Regions from separate parts of the Capsicum annuum genome. Here region 2 is linked to region 1. The links are chromatin contacts, called in public Hi-C maps. All regions are on one chromosome and are shown on one strand. Each heading gives the region's core, a stretch centred on a gene start, on an enhancer-like site or on the middle of the called end of the contact. The rest is flanking DNA. Distances are from core to core; before and after follow the strand shown. Region 1 holds the start of LOC107873645 (anther-specific proline-rich protein APG). Region 2 has its middle 13 kb from the start of LOC107873982.

Region 1 (7,453 bases), core at 1,715-4,214:
GAGTAAGTACATTTTGTTTAGTCATTTAATGTTAAGGGTAGTATTGAAAAAATATAATAAAATCTTCTTGATTTTATCAAAGAAACAACTAAATTGAAATAAATATTTTTAGAAAGAGCGTCAACTAAAATGAAACGGAGGGAGTGCTATGTATAAGTGTTTGTGTCATTGTCTCTCTTTGTGGGTAAAAATGTACTAAAATATTTCGAAAAATGCTCGAATGAAGACATATGTTTGCTCGATTTTTCCATCAATTTTTTTCTTTTATGGGTTTGGATTTTCATTATTTGATCATAAGTAGACGTATCGAATCAAAATAATTAAATCTCCAATATTAAATTTCGATTTCAAAATTTTATTTAGTGTTAAAATAAATCTAATGTTTAGCACATCAAGTTTAAATTTTGGTATGCTATGCATAATTATGTAGTTGTTCTTTTTCCATTCTTAAATATCTCATTAAATTTTGTTCTCAATTTTTTTTCCCCTTTTATTCTTAAATTCTACGGAGTATTTTATAGTGTCATTTTCAATCAGTTATGCATTTAATAAATACATTGTACTTGTCCAAAAATAAATTTTATCTCATATGAATTGATGTTCCGTACGTGCAAACATGTGTTTGGATTTGAATTCTGAAAATAAAAAATAATTTATCTTTCAAAATAAAACCTTTTGATATGAGCTTGAATATATATATATATATATATATATATATATATATATATACTCCTTCGTTTTATTTTACTCGTTCCAATTTGACATTGGATATTGCTTAAGAAAAAAAATTAATGACATGACTATTTTACTATAATACCTCTATCAATTAATGTTTACATTTTAATTTGAAGAAAAAAATAATTAATACTAAGGTAAAAAAAAAAAAATTGTTTTGTCTGGATTAATAAAAAATGATAAGTAAAATGAGAAATTAAATTAAAAAATTTAAAACGAGTAAAATGGAAGAAAGGGAGTGTATATATATATCAAAACAATCACTTGTCTTCTCTTATTTTGCTCAAAAGACCACTCAAACAAAAAAATGATACATTCAAATTCCTTTAATGACGCTGACACCTGATTTTTAAATATAAATAAAAATAAAAATGTTAAACTCAACTTATTTTGACCAAAAATCTCATACATTATCCTTTAAGGTCCAAAATTAGGTTACAAAATCAAGACGTGGCGCATTCATATTATATTCATTAGTTGTTTATATTTATTGTAAAGATATTTTTCGAAAGTATAAAAGCTCCAAAAAGATGCTCCCAAACTCACCTTCATTTAATTAAATGTCCAAAATATTAAATATTTTTTTGAGAGATAAAAGGACTTCGCATAACATATTAAAGAATTTTATGATCGAATATTTGGTTGGATAGGAGGTTTTAGTTAAGATAGGTTTAATTTAATACTCTTATTTAAAAATCAGGTGTCACATCATTAATAAATAATTGAATATATCACTTTCCTGCTTGAATGATACTCATTAAGTAGTAAAATAAGAAAAAAGATTTTTTTTTTTCTGATATAAAAGAAGGAAAAAAAAAAACCAACATCCTGGGATAATTTTTAATAGTTGAATGACCATTTAAGCACTTATAAATAATTTTCAGTATTAAATTTTTAGCCACTCAATTCAATAAAATATAGTTTTATTAGCACTAAAATTGCTGATACACAAGATTACAAGTGTACCCATAGAAACTAAAGGGTCTTATAAGTTACAACAAGGAAAGGGTAAAAAAAAAAGTAAACAATTAGCAAGAGACTTTTCAACAGAAAGAGAAATTAACAACAATTAATCTAATACAAGATTTGGAATTAAGCATTAAACACTTTTATTCATCCTTGGATAGCTTAATCACCTGAAATTAATTAACAAAATACAACATTAGGTATGTATTTATAAATGAAATAACTACTAATGCTTTTAAATGAGTAGTAGTTTTCTTAGTGTCCGTTTGACCATGAAAAATAATGACTTACTTGCACACCCTTGCAAGGGCTACCAAAATCACAATAAGCTTCAGCTGTGATCAAGACTTGATTGTCCAATTCCTCAGCATACTGATAGCAAAGGCAACTCTTACCGAGTATGCTCTGGAATGTTGGACAACATGCATCAATTGAAACTGTTTCGTTAAAGCATTTTTGCACCTTTAGTTTGTCACTAGCTGAGCAGGCCGCTGTTGGGCGAGGAGGAGGTGATTTCGGGGGAGGAGGCTGTATTCATAAATGAAAGAATTACTTTACTAATTCGAACAAATAATTTTAATTAGAATTTCATAAAGAGAAATGTATAAGATAGTACGTGATTTTGTTGCAAAATATTAAATGGTAAATAAAAATGATAACTTACTGGAACTCCCTTGCACGGGGTACTGAAATCACAATAAGCTTCGGCAGTGATCAAAACTTGATTGTCTAAATCCTCAGCATACTGATAACAAGGGCAACTCTTACCAAGTATGTTCTGAAATGTTGGACAACATTCGTCAATTGAAACTGTTTCGTTAAAGCATTTCTGCACCTTTTGTTTGTCACTAGACGAGCAGGACATTGCCGGGCGGGGAGGAGGTGACCGTGGTGGTGGAGGTGGTGGTGGTGATCTCGGTGGTGGAGAGCATGGTGGTGGAGGTGGTGGTGCACATGGTCGTGGTCGTGGTCGCGGCCTTGGAGGAGGGCATGGTCTTGGCCACGGATACGGCCACGGCCAATACTGACATAGAATATCAAATGGGGAGGAGCTCAATGAATCGCTTTCATCGTTGGTCGTGACCAAGGCGATATCTTGCGCCTTTGTCACCTGGTGATGGCTGCAAAATAATATTGCAGCCACCACTAACATCATGAGCATCTTCATAATTGCCATTTTTCACTAATGAATAGTTTGTACAATGAAGTGATAAAATCACATCTATATATATAATTAAATTATTAGAGTTAAGATGGTAGGTTGATCATGAGTTCAATAGTATAGATCCATGTGCACATAGAATATTATTTCTTCCAAAGAACCCTATGATTAATTAATATCTATCCATTCCTTTAGGATCATGTCTCATAGTATTATTTTTGATAAAATACTTATTATTTTATATATTCATTTTTCAATTACTTCTATATATAATCTGATCTCTCTATATGAACCATCATTTATAATATTATTTCATGATTAAAATGACAATTTTCATATTATGTTATATAACATTTTACTATAACAACTAAAATATATCCGTACACACAACATTATATTAGGATATAGGTTGTGTTTCCGAAAAAAATATTTCCTTTGATTTATTTACAACCATGAATGAGCAATAAATTAGACAAAGAATTAGGTAACTCGCATCAATATCCTGGAAAAGTAACATCTTTAAATGATACTATAAATTTCTTGGGCTCAAATAATTATTTAATTGTATTTGAACCATTATGTTTCAAAACTATGTCTTTATTAACACTATTCTTTTTCAAAACGTCCAATATTTTCTTAAGAATTAGGGCCTCTTGAAAATAATTCCCTTTAAATTATAATTATGAATTCAAGTCGTAGAATCTATTGTAAATATTTGTGTCACGATAGACTTCTTGTAAGATTATGAAAATATGTTACCACACTAAAGCAGAGCACTAAATTAATTTAATATGATTAGAATTTAATGAGGGGGGAAAGGAATTATGTAACAGGTCTAAAATTATATTTTCAACTAATAGATATTATTTTATACGGATTTTCTCTTTTCTATTGTACTGTATTTTTCATGGGAAAAAAGTTTAAAATATATCCAAACTTTAGTGAAATTTATTGTAACACGCCTAAATTTTGTAAGGATCCTATGACCCCCTGAATTATTTATTAGTGTATTTAGTGACATTTATAAGCTAATAAAAAATAAAATACGCTAATAAATAAATAAATAAAAGTTTAGTGCAAATAACTATCAGTAAAATATGTTAATAAATAATCTAGGGGGGTCATAGGACCTCCACAAAGAGGGTCATACGACCTCCGCAAAATTCAGACATGTTATAACAAATTTCGTCAAAATTTAGATATATTTCAGATCATTTTTTTTATTTTTCATTAAGTTTTCATATATATTAATTAGAATTTATAAGTCTTTTTGAACTATATAATGTCCTTTCATGTAATTTTAGATCCACGAATCCATCTTTTCTTTTAATACCTTTACTTGCCAAAATTTTCTTACATAAATAAATTATAAATAAATATAATAAATATCCAAATCATATCTCAATTGATCTTCTCACATTTCAAAATATTCTAAATACATAAAAGATGTGGTAGGTGGAAAAAAAGCAAAGGACATACAGTGGTAGGTGGTGTAGACAAATTATTGTTATTGCACGTGATTAAAAAAGTGTTCATATATCAAGGACAATAATGTATGACATCCCACTAAGTACTATAAAATATTTTATAATTAAATGCTATACTTTCATTTCACGTGGTAAACTAAAAATTGACTTATTAATTTTATCAAGTATTTGTCATTATTTTGATTTTTTTTATAGTCGTATTATTTGAATCAGCTTTTGCGTATTTCAACTAATTAATGAGATATCTTTCACCACTTTATATGTCTTTTTATTATCGTGGTATCTGAATCAATTTTCATGCACCTCAATTAATTCTACGGAATATATATCACCTCCCACCAGCAATAAGTATAGGCAGTTGTATCCACCAAGGTTAATATAATGAAGAAGAAATCACCTGGTGTAGACACATGATTTTTGACCTCCTCTGAATTTAATATATTTTTCGGCATTAAATAATTTTATTTTTATCCAATATTTATCTTAGTTTTTATTATATTTTTAATAAATTTTGGTTGAAAATAAATAAAAAATAATAATAAATAAAGTTACATTTTTATATATATATATTTTATTTTATTTTTAAATAATACAAAAAACTTTTCAAAAAATATTTTCTTTTAATTTAGATCTTTATAAATAAGCTAGTAATTTTATTTTCTCTTAATTATATTTTATTTTAAGTTAGTTATATTTTTATTATATTTTTCTTAAGTATAAAAAATTAATTAGTTAATATTATTTTATTATTATTTATTTTATATATAATTTATTTATTTATTAAAATAAAAGGAAGATCATTATCTAAAAAAAATAAAAAAATTGAAGATGATCCTATCCTATCTGAATAAAAATTGTTTCCCCAAGAACCCTACTATTTAAAGACTTTTCTCTCCAGAAAAAATCAAGGTACAGTCTATCATCAAACATTTTTTACACTGCATCAGACAAAGAAAAATAGAGAGAAATCAGATAAAAAGAGAAGGAAAACAAACAACAAGAGAAGGCAAATTCACGGACAAAAATCAAAAGGGTAAAAATAACATTCGGTGAAAGGAGAAGTCATATTAGAAAAACACAAGACACAACTTGAGAAAACAACCAGACAAAGAAACAAACACTGAACAAAAAACAGGGAGACAACAAAAAACAAAAAAATCAAAAATAAAAGGCCGAGAGGAAAACCAAACAAAACCAGAAAAAAGAAATCAAAAAATAAAGAGAAAAAGTGAAAAGTTGAAGTCGAGTTCGTGTTTGAGTTTCTGGTAACGATTGTTTCTTGCTTCTTACTCTATTTAAATCATCACAGGTTTATCTTTGAATCTGAATCATTTTTATATTATAAATTTTATTGTTAAAAGGCATGAATGAAAACTATTTGAATAATCTCAATACACTATTTAATATGTATATTTGATAATTTGATTACATGAATCTTTTCTTGCTATATGTTATACTATTAATTTGTCGAATGTTTATTCAGTAGATATGTTGAATATTACAATACTGTATGTTAATTTCATCAATTTTTTTTAAATGAAACAGAAAAGAAAAGCGAAAAAAAATGATATGCACGCCTATATATATTATACACAGTGACGAGGTACAACAATAAACTGCAAACTCCGTTACTCCAAAATGGCGGCACCCCAACTGTTCATCAACCCTTATCACACGTGAATGGTTGAAAAATTCGACATAGTACCCAAACCAAAGATGACTAATATCCGTGTTAGTTTCAAGGCAAAATTCCCACTAAAAGGGGTTGTTAGGATTAAGTCGTATGATGATCTATATGTGTTTCTTGATTTTAATAATGGAAAAGGTTCAAAAATATTCCTGAACTATCTGAAATAGCTCAAAAATGCTCCTCGTTAGATTTTTGGCTCAAAAATATTCCTCCGTTAAATATTTGATTCAAAAATACCCTTCCCTCTAACGGAATTTAGAAAAGGATCAAAAATACCCCTAAACTATCTGAAATGGGTCAAAAATACTCCTCTGTTAAATATTTGGCTTAAAAATACCGCTTCCCTTAACGAAATTAAATTATTTCGATTGAATTAAACCTTAACTTTAACTTTTTAACCCTAATACTTTAATTTTTTTAACATAAAAGTATTTTCTTAATTTTAAAAATAAGATAATGAAAAAAAAGTATTTGAATTATAATATAAATTGGTTGAATTTTATTTGAAAAATAAACATACATTTATTCAAAAAAGGTATTTTCACTTTACCTCTTTTTAATCTTTAAAGAAATATAAATTTTCACTTAAAGAAATTAATGAAATAAAAATTAAATGATGAACTTTATATAAATTAAAGAAATAATTGAAATAATTTAATTTCGTTAAATACCCATCTGTTAAATATTTAACTCAAAAATACCCCTCCCCTTAACGAAATTAAATTATTTCGATTGAATTAAACCCTAACTTTAACTTTTTAATCCTAATACTTTATTTTTTTTTACATAAAGGTATTTTTTTAATTTTAAAATAAGATAATGAAAAAAAAGTATTTGAATTATAATATGAATTGGTTGAATTTGATTTGGAAACTAAACATACATTTATTCTAAAAAGATATTTTCACTTTACATCTTTTTAATCTTTAAAGAAATTAACGAAATATAAATTAACGAAATTAACAAAATATAAATTTTCACTTAAAGAAATTAACGAAATATAAATTAAATGATGAACTTTATATAAATTAATGAAATAATCGAAATAATTTAATTTCGTTAAGGGAGGGGTATTTTTTAGCCAAATATTTAACAAGGGGGTATTTTTGACTCATTTCAGATAGTTCAGGGGTGTTTTTGATCCTTTTCCGAATTCTGTTAGAGGGAGGGGTATTTTTTAGCCAAATATTTAACGGAGGGGTATTTTTTAGCCAAAAATCTAACGAAGAACATTTTTGAGCTATTTCGAATAGTTCAGGGATATTTTTAAGTCTTTTCCGTTTTAATAATGAAGAGGATTATGAATGTGTGTTATTGAAAAAAAAAGTTGTTGCTAGTGCTGTTATGGAGTTATTTTAAGTGGACCCCACAATTCCATGATCATCAATTTACAAAAACATTTAGGGGTCGTTT
Region 2 (7,453 bases), core at 3,202-5,701, 210 kb before region 1:
GCACTGCGGTTGTGATTGATGTCCAAGAGTTGACCCAGGGAAATTACCTACTCAGGTTGTGCAGAAATCGCAAATCCTTAGAATAAATAATAAAGAATATGACATACAGGGCATAGAGGAAGTTCCTGAAACTCAGGACGAAGATATGGCAAACCTACTTGATACAACAATGGATGTGATGTCTGATGATGAAAATAGAAGAAGAGCTCATCGTACACTGGATTTCGGAAGTGGAGGTGACATAATTAATGAGGAGGTTGTCAAGATGGCTCAGCAAAAAAGTCTCTCACCAAGAGGGTCTCAAAGCTTTGACAAGACCACCAAGGGACAACTTGGCCGGCCGAAGAGAAAGCAGCAAGAAAGACATAAAAATGACCCCCCTAATATTTCCAATGTTTGACACACTCTCATGGAATATAAGGGGCATGAAGTCCCAAAAGGCCTTTGAAAGGCTCAAATCACTAAAATTACAATACAAATTCTCCTTTATTGCTCTTCAAGAACCAAAAGCGAAATCGATGAAGATTGTAAGATATGGTCTTAAACTCAGACTCCAAAATTGGTTCTATAATTGCAATAACAAAATATGGTTGTTCTGGACTCCAGATTTGAATGTTCAGGTGCTAGACAACAAGGAACAATAGATGACCTGCAAAATTGCATGCCCAATGCATAATGATGCAATTTACCTTACAGTGGTCTATGCCAGTGTACAATACAGGAGAGAAGACTCCTTTGGGAAGAGTTGACAAGTTGGGGAAGCAAGATTGAGGGCCCTTGGGGAGTCGATGATTGTGGTTTATAGAGTGTTTGGATGATTGTGGTCTAGTCGAAGCTGGATATTATGGAAATCGGTTCACCTGGTGCAATAACAGAGGGTTCCCCAAGACAATCTGGAAAAGACTGGACAGACTGTTTTTAAACAGCAACTGGGTTGATGAATTAGGTGATACAACAGTTCAACACTTAGCTAGAGTAAGCTCGGATCATGCCCCACTTCTCATCACAATTAGAACACCAGAAGTAAATAGACCGAAGTATTTTAAGTTCCTGGACTTTTGGATTGAGCACGAAGATTTCAAGGGTGTAGTTGCAGAGGCTTGGCAAGAGAAAGTAGTTGGTAACGCCATGTGGATTCTTCACCAAAAGTTGAAAAAAGTATGTCAAAAACTAAGTTGTTGGTCAAGACAAGCTTTTGGTGACATATATGAAGAACCAAAAAGGCTAGAGAAAGAAATTGAAGAGGCGGAGTATGAGCTTACCATTGATGATGATCCAGAAAAGAGATCGAAAATAAATCTCAAGAAGGCACAATATCTCCAATTTCTAAAGCTACAAGACTCGGTATTACAACAAAAAGCAAAAGCAAAGTGGCTGAAAGAGGGGGATAAAAATACTGCCTACTTTCACAATGTGATAAAAGGAAGAAAACAGAGGTTGAATATGCAGAAAATTCAGGATAATGATGGAGTATGGCGGGAAGGAACTAGCAACATAGCAGATGCGACAATTAACTACTTCCATCAAATTTTTTACCATGGTGAGGCAATGGGAGATCACCCTATCCTGAATAAAAATTTCTGCTAAAGTGATAAAAGAAGATAATGAAATACTAACGGCATTACCAACATGGAGGAAGTGAGAGTGTGTTTTCTCAATTAATGCAGATAGTGCAGCAGGGCCTGATGGACTGGGCGCACTATTCCACCAACATTGTTGGGACATTATTAAAGAAGAAAGTTTAGGAGGCTGACGTGCCTTGTGATGATTCCAAAAGTTGAGCACCCCCAACAATTGACAGATCTCAGGCCCATAAGCCTATTCAATTTGTCAAGCAAGATCATGGCAAAAATCCTCAATGCTAGGCTAGCCTCAATCCTGCCAAGAATTGTCTTAAATAATCAGTCGGGATTTGTGAAAGGAAGAATGATCTCAGAAAATATCTTATTAGCACAAGAAATAATCGGAGACATCAGGAAATCGCAAAAAGGGGAAAATGTGGTAATGAAGCTAGATATGGCAAAGGCATACGACAGGGTTGGATGGTCATACCTAAGTAACATCATGGAAAAACTAAGATTCTCACACCAGTGGATAGATATGGTTCTAAGACACATCTCAAACAACTGGTATTCAATTATAGTCAACGGGCAGAGGCACGGATTCTTTAAATCGAGCAACAGCCTGAGACAAGGGGACCCACTTTCACCGTCATTATTTGTTCTTGGGGCCGAGTTACTCTCAATATTGCTGAATGATCTCCAGCAATGCGGAAATTACAGTGGTTTTTACATGAGAAGAAATGGACCCCAAATTAGCCATCTAGCTTTTACGGACGATGTCATCATCTTCACAAGTGGGCATACGAGATCTTTGAAATTGATGATGAAGGCATTAAAGAAGTATGAGAGCGTGTCGGGACAAAGAGTCAACAAATTAAAAAGTTGTTTGATGCTTCAGCCACAATCATCTCTAAACACAAGGAGTAGAGTAACAATGATAACAGGGATGCAGATTAAGCAATTTCCAGTGAAATATCTAGGTTGTCCACTTATTCTTGGAAAACAAAAGATTGCTCATTTCTCAGAGATGATAGCTAAAGTGACAAATAGACTACGGGGATGGCAAACAAGATTTCTTTTGGCAGGAGTTAAGGCAATCTTGATAAAGCATGTGCTTCAGGCAATCCCCACTCATCTACTGACAATAATACATCCACCAAAAGAAGTAATCAAATAAATTGAAAATGTGTTTGGAAACTTCTTTTGGAAGGGGTCGGACAGCAATGATAGACATCATTGGGTTGCGTAGAAGTACCTATGCTATCCGTACAAAGAAGGGGGTGCTCAGTTTAGGAGAATTAAAGACACGTGCAAAGCACTGGCAGCAAAGGCGTGGTGGAACCTTAGAACTGGGAACACATTATGGAAGGAGTTTATGCTACCCACGGTAACAAAATGGTATCCTGGTCAATCACTTCACTGGAGGGATATGTCACGAGTCATAGAAAAATTAGAGGAGAACATGGTGTGGAAACCAGGTGATGGAAAATTATCCTTTTGGTATCATAACTGGACAGGAGAGGTTCCTTTGATAAGATATATGGAGGATGGCACAAAACCCAAGGAAATTTCACTGGCATCAGTATATAGAGGAGGAGAATGACACCTAGAGGCATTGGATTTTGACATCCCTGAACTAGCGCAAAATAAGGTGATGAAACAAATTGTAAAGCTCAATAATGAGAAACGCGATAGGGCGATATGGAAGGTTACGACAAAAAGCAACTTCACAGTCTCCTCAATGTGGGCGATATTGCGTCAAAAGAGAGATCCGTCTGAATTTTACTCTCATCTATGGTATAAAATGATACCTTTCAAGATGGTCTTTGCTACTTGGAGAGCAGTCCATAATAGACTGCCAACGGATGAAAAAGTTTGCAAATTTGGAATAAATGTGGACCCATCATGTTACTGTTGTACACCTCCGACCCAAATTACAGAAGATGTTGAGCATATTTTTAGACAAGGAACTCTTGTCCAAGAAATCTGGAAAAAATTTGCTGGATTGGTGGGAGTTAGTTTAGCGGGTCTTCACCTTAGTCAAATCCCATAAAGTGGTGGAAGTGTAAATCAGTCAACCCGGTTGCTGCTTTTATAGTCAAAGTCCTTTCCGATCTTATCACGTGGGAGTTGTGGAGGTCGAGAAATACTGCTCAATATCGTATGGAGAAAGCTTTTGCACACAGGTGAGAGAATTTTATCCTAAAAAATCTTTTTGACCTGATAGGCGAGAAATTTGAGGAATTTTGCATCACACGAACGTGGGTACAACTACAACATCTAGTGGATAGAAAAATGAACATAAGAACACACAAAGTGGTGAGGTGGAACAAGCCTCCAAGGGGACGGAAGTTGTCAGGGTGGAATTGTGTGGAGTGGGTGGGATTATAAGAGATGCTGTAGGCAACATAAAGATAGCATTTTCGATATATTTAGGCCAGGGTACTAGCAATTGGGCTGAATGCCAAGCGATGCAAATTGGGTTGCAGTTGAGCAGAGTATATAATACAAACGTACAGGTAGTTGAAGCAGATTCTCAACTACTTACAATGCGTTAAAGGAGAAAGTACAGTACCATGGAGACTAATGCAAGCGGTCGAGGAAATTAGAAAATGGATGGAGTTGGAGAAATTTCAAGTTCAGCACTGCTATCGCGAAGGAAACAGAGTTGCAGACAAATTAGCGGCATACAGTCACGCCCATAAAAGAAAGCTCATATTCACTACTTTTGTGAATCTTCCAAAGGAATGTAGGGGTCTAGCAAGATTAGATAAATTGGAAATGGTATCATTTTGAATCAAACAATTGAAAGATAGGGAAATTTGTTTCAACCCTCCCTAGTAGCCCATCTGGATTAGGAGATCCCGTAGTGACTGGCTTTTAATAAAGAGGTTGGCCTGTCGACCTCTCAAAGCAGATGAGTAGGACTCCAAGCCTACTCAATAGTGTACTTTGTTTCTTTATAAATGGAAAATACCACGAATTATTTTTTTTAAAAAAAATAATGGTTTAATTCGAATTATTTCAAATAAAATTGGTCAATTAATCATTCTACTCAGTACGAAACACTTAATTGATCATGTAATTACTACGAGATTGATTGAAATCGTAATTGAACTTACTAATTCATCTTTAATTTTAGTTAAATCAAAATAGTTATTTCTAGTGATGACTTAGTTTGAATCATTTCAAATAAAATTCGTCAATTGATCACTCTACTCAGGACGAACATATTTAGTTGATCGTGTAATTACCATGAGATTAATTAAAACTGTAATTGAGCTTATTAATTAATTCATATTTTATTTTAGTAATCAATTTAGTTATTACTAATAATGACTTAATTTGAATCAATAGATTACTTATACAAGAACAACAAGGGAAACACAAAACAACTCCAAAACAGTCTGCAAATCTTAAGGATCCGAGGACCTTTTTGGAAACCACTCTCGGATTCACTACCAACAACAAGAATACAAGATATAATTGTGTGTTTTAACACCAAAACAACAACAAGAACAAGAATAAAATGAACTCAAGATGATAAACAAGAAGACACAATATTCGGATTTAACAATAACAACAAGAACATAAGATTATAACACAAACAATAAACAAGATTACAAGAAGGTAAAATGATAGATAGATAGATAGACCACATAAAGGCATAATCTTAAGAACCCAAGAATGGACAATCTTGGACCCTTAACATTACACACAACAATAAACCAATCTCTTACAAAAATACAAGTTCGGATTCCACCTCCCAAGCATCAATGTTTCCAAGCAATTTACAATCACTAGTGATTCCACACTAAATCTTATCCTAGTTTCGGTTGGTGGGTTTTCCAAGCCCTAGCTATGGTGTTTCAAGTCTTACAAGACTTACAAATATCATCCAAAAACTACTAATGGAAGCCCCAACATGTTACTTATACAGTTATTACAAAATGAAAGCTAAAAATGACCAAAAGGCCCTTAAGTGATGGGCTCCCATCAAGTGTAGCCCAAGTGTAGTGTTTGGACTGTTTTGGGTGCATAATTAGGTCCTCTTTGGCTCTTCAATTAAACACACCAAGTCTCGGATCCAACACACACTCTCATAAATCCATATCCGGGATTATTCTTGTATCAATTACTAACACGTTACAACAGATGAGTAATCTGTTAGAAATGACCATACAAATAAAAACATTTATTAAAAATGACCAAACAGATATAGACATCTGTTGCAACAGATGACTCACTTGTTGCAACAACTAATTCATCTATTGAACATTATCAAACAAATATAGACATCTGTTACAACAAATGACTAAGTTGTTGCAACATATGACTCATTTGTTGGAAATTATTAAATAGACAAAATATGTGTTGAAAAATAATTTAAAACAGTAAAGATCAAACGTTTTTTAGGAGAACTCAAACGTTTTTTCCCTTGTCTAATGTCTTGTCTTCAATTTTAATTAATTTAATTTAATTATTATTAATAATTACTTAATTTGAATCAACAAATGACTAACCTGTTATAAGCATTTGTTGCAACAAATGACTAACTTGTTGCAACAAATAGGTTATCTGTTGGACAATAATTAAAATACTAGGGAACTCAAACATTTTTAGGAGAACTCAAATGTTTGTCCCGTTGTCTTAAAGCCTTGTCTTTAATTTTAGATAAATCAATTTAGTTATTACTAATAATTGTTTAATTTGAATCAACAGATAACTAACATGTTGGAACAGATGATTCATCTGTTGAAAATTATCAAACAGATCGAAAATCTGTTATAACAGATGGATCATCCATTAGAAAGCAATTAAAATACTAGGGAACTTAAAACGTTTTTAGGAGAACTCAAACGTTTGTCCTCTTGATCCTTTTGAATCTGATGTATGATATACTATTTTTGTCTTCTTTACCCGTTTCATGAAATTTTTCATGTGCTTCACTTATTCATTGTGCCTCTGTTGAAATTTTTAAAATTTTTTTTAGGTCAAATTTTGTTTGTATATCAGTTGGACATTACTTCATAGGTAATTTTGTAAGTATAATTATGATTTTTATTGAATTTTTTATTTGGTATAGCTGCTACCACTACAATGGATAGAACCTGCAACATGAATCCAACATATGAGTCATTTGTTGCAACAAGTGAGTAATATGTTGCAACATATGACTAATCTGTTGCAACAGATGACCCATATGTTGGATTCATGTTACAACACTATAATACGAATCCAGCAGATGAGTAATCTGTTGCAACAGATTAGTCCTATATGTTGCAACAGATTACTCATTTGTTGCAATAGATTAGTCATATATGTTTCAACATATTACTCATCTGTTGCAACAGATTAGTCATATGTGTTGCAATAGATTACTCATACGTGCAACGGATTAGTCATATATGTTGCAATATATTATCTATCTGTTGCAACAGATTAGTCATATATGTTGTGATAGATTATTCATCTGTTGGATTCACGTTACATGTTTTATCTATTATTGAAAAAATAGCAGTAGCAGATACACCCAGATGAGAAATTCAACTAAAAATTATAATTTTACTTACTAAAATCACCTATAAGTAATGCCCAAGTGATATACGAATAAAATTTGACCTAAAAAAATTTGATCAAGTAGTAACAGTAGCGGTAAACTTTCGAAGGACACATTTAGGTTGTTTGATTTTTATTGCGATCCTTTGTGTTGTCAAGAATAATTTATGTTTTGGTTTAAAAATTAATTCAGAGTTTTTTTACATTTTAGGAAGTTTGACTGCACTTTATGGTTAGATATCGCAAGAAATGGCATGTTATTTTCTAAATTAAGAAGTGAATAGAATAATAAATAGAATTTTATATTTTGGATTGACAAAAGATACTTATAT

Evidence for each region. A called contact is a pair of places that touch in the nucleus more often than the background predicts.
Region 2: a contact with region 1 is called in a Hi-C map of leaf, with 2.0 times the contacts expected there. The contact joins the enhancer-like site here to the promoter of LOC107873645 in region 1. A contact is called at or near these places in 4 of 5 Hi-C or Micro-C datasets (bud, leaf, pericarp and 1 more).

Annotation. Positions count from the first base shown.
Region 1 is chr1:44,474,859-44,482,311 of UCD10Xv1.1, reverse strand. LOC107873645 (anther-specific proline-rich protein APG) reads right to left here and starts at 2,964. Exons shown (of 3, transcript XM_016720580.2): 1 at 2,366-2,964; 2 at 1,993-2,229. The coding sequence starts at 2,878.
Region 2 is chr1:44,688,364-44,695,816 of UCD10Xv1.1, reverse strand. No RefSeq gene overlaps it. Among protein-coding and RNA genes, the nearest start is that of LOC107873982, 13 kb to the left of the region's middle. Within about 2 kb of position 4,451, at least 2 of the 5 cell types and tissues checked have an H3K27ac peak or open chromatin away from gene starts, as enhancers often do. A contact at or near this core is called in leaf and pericarp, where this site is marked.